Linked DNA regions of Hordeum vulgare: region 1 is linked to region 2. A link is a contact called in public Hi-C data. All regions are on one chromosome and are shown on one strand. The core of a region is the stretch at or near the end of the contact, and the rest is flanking DNA. Distances in the headings are between cores, read along the strand shown. Region 1 has its middle 10 kb from the start of LOC123429892. Region 2 has its middle 260 kb from the start of LOC123425774.

Region 1 (3,484 bases), core at 848-3,347, 700 kb before region 2:
GTACCTAAATATAAGTTTCACTAGGTTTAAAAACGGAGGGAGTACTTACTACTCCACTTCGCAACAGAAGCTTGGACGATCGTAAAATTAGTGAATCTATATTCTAAAATATGTCTATATACATCCGTATATAGTTCATTAATGAAACCTTTAGAAAGACTTATATTTAAAAACGGAGGGAGTACTTACTACTCCACTTCGCAAGCAACAGAAGCTTGGACGACCGCCACGTCAGGCGATCAATGCTCGTACATAATTAGCTATAGGACTAGGAAGAGTAAAGTATATTTTAAACCTTGAATTTATAAAGCTTGTCAAAACTGAACCCCGACGTCTGAATCCCTGAAATCTATACCCTCATCTTTTTAATCCCGGTCAATATCAACCTTAAACCTGTTTGGCAAACCGGAAAAATATCCATCCCGCCCAGGATCACAGTCTCCCCCCCCCCCCCCCCCCCCTCTCTCTCTCCTGAAAATCAGTGTCGGTCCGGCCTTTGTATTGTCCACTACGCCGCTGCCAACCGCCAATGACGCCTCGACGTAGCCAACCGCGACGTTCGCCCGCCACTGGGCTGCGCCGATGGAGGACACCGCCTCCAGGCTCCAGCACGACGTCGGTTGACGCCAGTGCTGGCGACAAGGCGTCAGAGGAGGGACGGGAGCTGTAGGGGTATGAGACCGTGACGGCATGCGCATCGACGCGGTTCAACAATGTCTGTACGTCGAGAATGTGGAAGAACACATGCTCACTTTGTCATCTGGGTTGTCGCGGTGTACCTGAGTGCCAGCTATCTTTGTCATGGGCTCACGGCGTTGGCCAAGAGGAGGTGCACGACGTGGCGCGCATGTACATCGGTTGCACGGGTCTGCTCGACCTTGTGCTCGAGTCCTCAGTAATTACATGAGTTGGCGACTAGCGGCGCGCCATGAATCCGGTGACCAAGCGCTCAGGTTCTTACTCGAGACATATTGCTGCGTATTCACGTAGAAGCTGACTTTGAAGCAAGTAGGCATGTGGATGGATTTTTCCGAGAGCTAGCTGAGTTACGTAGAGACTTACACACTGGTCGTTCAGCGGACGTGCGACCATGCAAGTATGCCCGAGAGAACGGACGGTCTCTCAAACTGGCTTCGCCGTCTCGGCGCGTGTCGGGGCATGCCGTGGAGTTTTCCACGCACCGCAGTGCTGGCTGTTGCAGCATAGTTCGGCAAGCTCCGCGAAACAGCGCACGGGAAGAAAATGGATACGATGTGTGCAGTGCAAGAACTTGCAATCCCGGTCGGGATTGCTTTTTTCCAGTGCGACAAACAGTCCTAGATCGATCTAGGGTTAATATTGACCGGGACCAGAGAGGTCAGGGTACTGATTTCAGGGATTAAGACGTTGAGGTTCAATTCCGATGAGCTTTACAAGTTTAAGGTTTAAAACAAACTTTACTCGACGCACGAGCCCAAGAAAGTGCGTTTGTTTTCTCTAAAGAAAAAATGGATGGTTAAAAGGGTGGGGAAATTTTGTGAATTTTAAGAATTGTTCAAAGGTAAGTACTATTTCCCGATGGAAATTTTAGGCTCCAACTGTGTCCTCACTCACACCCTCTACCTGAAATCTCGGAGACGGACTGCCAACAGCTGGTGTAAAACAGTAGAAGGAGTAGCAGCTGAGCACGTAGAAGGAGTAGCAGCTAACCACGGCAATAACTGCTGGTGTCAGAGGTCTGTTACAGCGACAATATACATAGTATAATATAATTAACAAATTAAGAGCCAGATTCGGTCCACAATTTCGGTTTGGAAGAGCACTGGTTCTGCCGAACGTGAGCTGCCGGGAGCAGACGCCGGTTGAAGCCTTCCAAGGAACGGGAAAAGAAGGAGCTGATCTGGGGCCTGAAGCGAAGCTCCATGCCGCCCTGCTGCTGCAGGAGCACGACGCCCAACAGTTGGGCTCGCCGGGGTCCGCATCGGCCGGCATCCACGTACCACCTCCGGCGGGCCAGCTCCAATGAATCAATCAACTCGGGCTGACCCCCCACGCGCGTCGCCTCCCCGGCTTAACCCCAAACGACGTGTGCTGAGTTTTTACAAGTCCAGACGAAGGAATTGTCTGGTTGGTCCATCGCTGCGAGTAATCTACTGTGGCCATGTTATCCACCCCAGATGGCCGGGCTCGGCTGCGCGACAAAACGTGCTGTGCGCGATGGGATGGGGCTGTGAGACGATGGGAAGGTGTACCCGCGTCACGTAGCTAGTAGATGTGACTACATACGTAGGATCGACCAGACCAGGCCAGGCACCGAGACGAAACTGTTCCACACATACGCCGGCCAGCAGGCACGAGGCTCCATCACGTAGTACCGCTGCCTGGAAACGGGAGGCGAGTCGTAACTGCTGCTGCCACCGGAAGAAGTGGCAGGCCGTGACCGTCAAGGCCAGCTCGGGGATCCCGATGCGGCGTCACAGACTCACAGGAGGACGCCTGCATTTGGCATGTCACGGGTGAATGGGGACACAAATTTTTCGTTTTACCTTTTATCGTAACAAATTTCAGAATTGATCTTATTTTAAAAAAATCGAATCTGACCTCTTTTGTTGACGCCAACATTCTTGATGTCTGGTTCGCATGATAGGCGTCAAGTTCCCTGACGTCTGGTACGGGCCTGCATGACCGTCTAACCCGTTAAGTCTCTCACGTGTCAAATGGCCAGACGCGAGGGACCATGACGTCTGGTCCTGGACCACACGCCAAGGACCCTAACGTCTGGTACCAAACGTTAGGGACCTTGACGTCTCGTTTCAGCAGACCACACAAATATTTTTTATAATATGTGTCATGTCATCCAGACATCAAGGTCCTTGGCAATTGGTGTTAGACGTCAGGATCCATCACGTCTGGTCCAGGACTAGACGTCAGGGTCCCTCGCGTCTAGTAGGAACCTACGTCATAGACTCAACGGATAAGCCGGTCATGTGAGCCCATACCAGACGCGAGGGACCTTGGCATCTCTCATACAAACGAGACGTCACGAATGTTGACGTCATCAAAAGAGATCACATTTGAACTTTTTTTTGAATAAGGTCAATTCTAATTTTTTTAGGGCAAAAAGTCAAAACAAAAAAATATCCTGAATGGGCGAGCGAGTGATGGATCAGGTTGGTCCAGGTTTGATCCCTCGTAGATTGCTACTATACCACTTTAACTATAATGCCAAGGCTTGATGGGTTGTTAGCGTAGTTTGCTCGAAGGGGCCTCGATGTGCCATGTGCGGCGAAGTCGGTGTCGGCTGCTTGGGAAGAAGTGATGACAATGACAATGCAACCTCGACGGTGTCTTCTTTTTGATGAGGGTGTGTAATCTTATTGTTGCTGATCAGCCGAGTGCCCTTCGTTGTGGGCGTACTTTAGGTTTTTTTAAGATCCAACAATTGCTCGCTAGTTCATTTGCATCAACAGGCAAAAGCGAGAAAAAACATTTGGTAACGAGGGTC
Region 2 (3,338 bases), core at 608-3,107:
TTATCATCGACCTCACGTCCACTGGCGACGGACATGTCACGCACTCTGACAAGGAAGAAGGTTGAAGAGAAGGTTGTGAGGCTTCGAGTCTCAAGTGGGATGGTATGTGTCCCGGGTTAGGATCCTTTGGAGTAGCATACCATGCAGTACACTCACTGCCTTGTGGACCCGATCCCACATGTCATCCGCACTACAACATCTTATAATACTGTAGAGGTCCGAACACCATGATTCGCATATCCTACCTTTTCTAGTCGGCGACCGGACCTTCACTTCACGGGCATCATCCCGCACAGACATGAACACGGCTAACGACGGAAGGGAACAACATGGACTTGGATGACGGGCTCTCACGTAGGCTAGGTTTAAGGTTTAGGTTCAGCCGCATTTTTTAATGAAAAAGGTTGGAATGTACTGAATAATGCTTCGGTTTAGGTGAAAATAATCCGGCTTGCATGTAATTCATTCACTTTGTTGAATTTCGGTTTGAAATTATATGCGGTCACGATTAGATGGTTGGCTCCCGCACTAATGTTCGGGAACTCATCTTTACTAGAAGGATTAGGCGCACGTTTGTTGCGCCGTTGGTGTTATTATGTTTTTATAAAATAAATTAGCCTATATATTTTTAAAATATAGGTGTATTAGATTTTTAAAAATTCAGAGCTCTTCAAGTGTGACCAAATTTATATTAATATTCATAATATCAAGTTGCAATCATTAAATTCATCATGAAATAAATATTCATATTTTATTTATTTAGTACTGTGGATGTTGATATTTTTTACTCTGTACTTAGTCAAAGTTAAATAAATATGATTTTTCAAAAAAAAACAGCTTATATCTTGAAAACGAGGGAGAATTTGATTTGACTAGTGTGAGAGGCGATGACCTACATTTTGTATTTTATTTATAATGCGGTGTTTTGACTGGTCTTTCGTGGTGTCATTTTGTGTTATGTGCTAATTAACCGATATTTACGTTTGGAAATATTTTCATAAATTTCTAGGTGACGGGATTGATGTATTATTATAAGTCGACTGTTTTCGATTAATTTTAAAAATTATTGGCCAAGTCAAAATTATTAACCTAATCCTAAATCGAATACCTCAATCGAATTAAAAAGCACCAAAAATAATGAGAATAATGAATAAAAAAATTGAATAGAAAAGCTTGTTAAGAAATTATTGACCCGCTTAAAATTGAGTGATTAAATTTTAATTGAAGACCTTAACTGATTGTGAGGCCTTTCAATGCTAAAGAGACTAGTGATATGGGGTTGTATAATGGTACGGTGTATGATTTGGACATCAACGTTAAAGATATCCCTTACATCAAGATTTGCGCCTTTGTAGAGCCGTAGCTAGCGCTCGGATGCTAACCCCGTGACTTTTTGCCTAATTGCACGCGTATGCATGGAGGCACTAAATAATTCTGTCCACCGGCGGTGGCGCAGGCGCATGATGGCCAGGACCCCCGGAGCACCGCGAGCAGAGTCCTCGAAGACCCCCTCCCCCTCCCCCCCGCTTGGAACATCGGACTACCAAAAAAGGAGCATCGTCGAATGATTCCAACCGGCACTCGTGCCGCAACGGCAACACAAGCGGCTGGAGTGGACCAAAAGAGAAAAAGGAAAAAGAAGCAACACAGCAGCGGCGGCGAGGCGAGGGCATCGCGGCACGGGGACGAGGCCGATGGGAAGCGATACAAAAGGCCTCGACGAACGCAAGCGCAGCAGAAAGAATCACCAACATCTCGCGTAAGGCGCAATCACTAGCTAAACCACCCACGCACCCACCCGGGTGAGGACGAAAACTAACGCTTGCTCCATGGCCCGCCCTCCGCCACGCCGCTAACCACCTCGCATCGCTTTCCGGGTCGCGCTGTGCCAATCTGGATGGCACCCAGGCCAGGCGGCGACGGGGATACACCCGCGGGCTGCCGGCCGAAGATGCGCCCGGCGATAGGCGACAGCAGCATGCTTTGCGACCGGTTTCCGTCGAACAGTCTGTCGAGTCTCGCTCGCGCCATTAGTCTAGGTGAGAAGCGACGAGGGGCACGACGGACTGCTCTATATACAATTTGCACGGTCCACCGACCATGACAAAGCATGGTTTGGAACCACAGGTGGGTACACCAACTGAAGTTTCCATCCACGTTTCCAAGAAGAGTCTGTTGACGCTATGTCTGAAGCACCGCGTGAGAAAGACCACACGGTTATTCAGAAAGCTGAGCCTCTGAAGATGCGAAAGGAAATGGGTAAAGGTAACTAATAACTTGTCTAACAAAGCGAGATGGTTCAAATCCTGTATTCATCAATAGTCACTCCATTGATGTTCTTGTTTTCGACTTTCAACAGACATCAAGAGAACTTATTTACTCCATGTGTAAATCAAGGTAATGTAAAGTAAGTTTTCAGTATCTTGTGACCGTATTAATAGATTGCAATTAACAAATATTTTGAAGTTGTGCCAAAATTAGATGGCAGCAGAATATGTTAACAAATGGAAGGACATGCATTCTAGTAGTAACAACTGCACCAAATAATCCTTGAAAAAGTACTGAACCTGGTCAGCATTCTAATAACAATGAACCAAACAATTATGGAAAAAGGATACTGAACCACGTCAGTATTCTAGTACTCCCTCCGTTCAAATTACTTGTTGTCGAAATAGATAAAAGTGAATGTACCTACAATTACAATACGTCTAGATACGTCTAGATACGTTCATTTTTCCGGTAAATAATTCCGAACGAAGAGAGTAACGATGAACCAAACAATTATGAAAAAAAAAGTGCTGAAGCATGTCAGTTGATATCAGGACCCAACAAGGCCAATCTTTAATCTCATGAGACATCACAAAGGTATGAACTAGGAGTCCACGACGTTGAGCAGCTCAACCTGCCGAGGCATAGCAACTAGCTCAACCTGCCGATATACACTCTCTGTATCATAAATATTAAGCTCAACATATTTGGGGGATTTATGTCCATCACATTGGCCTGTCTCAGTGGTGGTGGTGTCAATTTTATCTTGGTTAGTGCAGTTTCATTTTTCGCACTTTTACGCTCCTGTACTTTCTCCCTACTCTATAGCTGAAGTAGCAGTTCAGTGGCCTGACTTGCATAGGGTCAACCTGGCGACCGAGCCTTGCAGTGTCTATACGGCCACCGTGGCTTCAACGGTCTTGGCCTGCCTTACGTCAGTTTAAAAGCATCACCAACCGACGCCGCGCTCGCGCATTAAAACAAATTTACGATGATAGCGTTTTTTGCGTACTGGAGCGAAGATGTTTTTCAGATGTACAAAAATACGACGTCCAATCCGATGGTTCCTA

The links. A called contact is a pair of places that touch in the nucleus more often than the background predicts.
Region 1: a contact with region 2 is called in a Hi-C map of seedling, with 4 times the contacts expected there. The contact joins two enhancer-like sites. A contact is called at or near these places in 3 of 6 Hi-C or Micro-C datasets (leaf and seedling).

What each region holds. Positions count from the first base shown.
Region 1 is chr2H:186,720,099-186,723,582 of MorexV3_pseudomolecules_assembly, reverse strand. No RefSeq gene overlaps it. Among protein-coding and RNA genes, the nearest start is that of LOC123429892, 10 kb to the left of the region's middle. Within about 2 kb of position 2,097, at least 3 of the 3 cell types and tissues checked have open chromatin away from gene starts, as enhancers often do. A contact at or near this core is called in leaf and seedling, where this site is marked.
Region 2 is chr2H:186,018,885-186,022,222 of MorexV3_pseudomolecules_assembly, reverse strand. No RefSeq gene overlaps it. Among protein-coding and RNA genes, the nearest start is that of LOC123425774, 260 kb to the right of the region's middle. Within about 2 kb of position 1,857, at least 3 of the 3 cell types and tissues checked have open chromatin away from gene starts, as enhancers often do. A contact at or near this core is called in leaf and seedling, where this site is marked.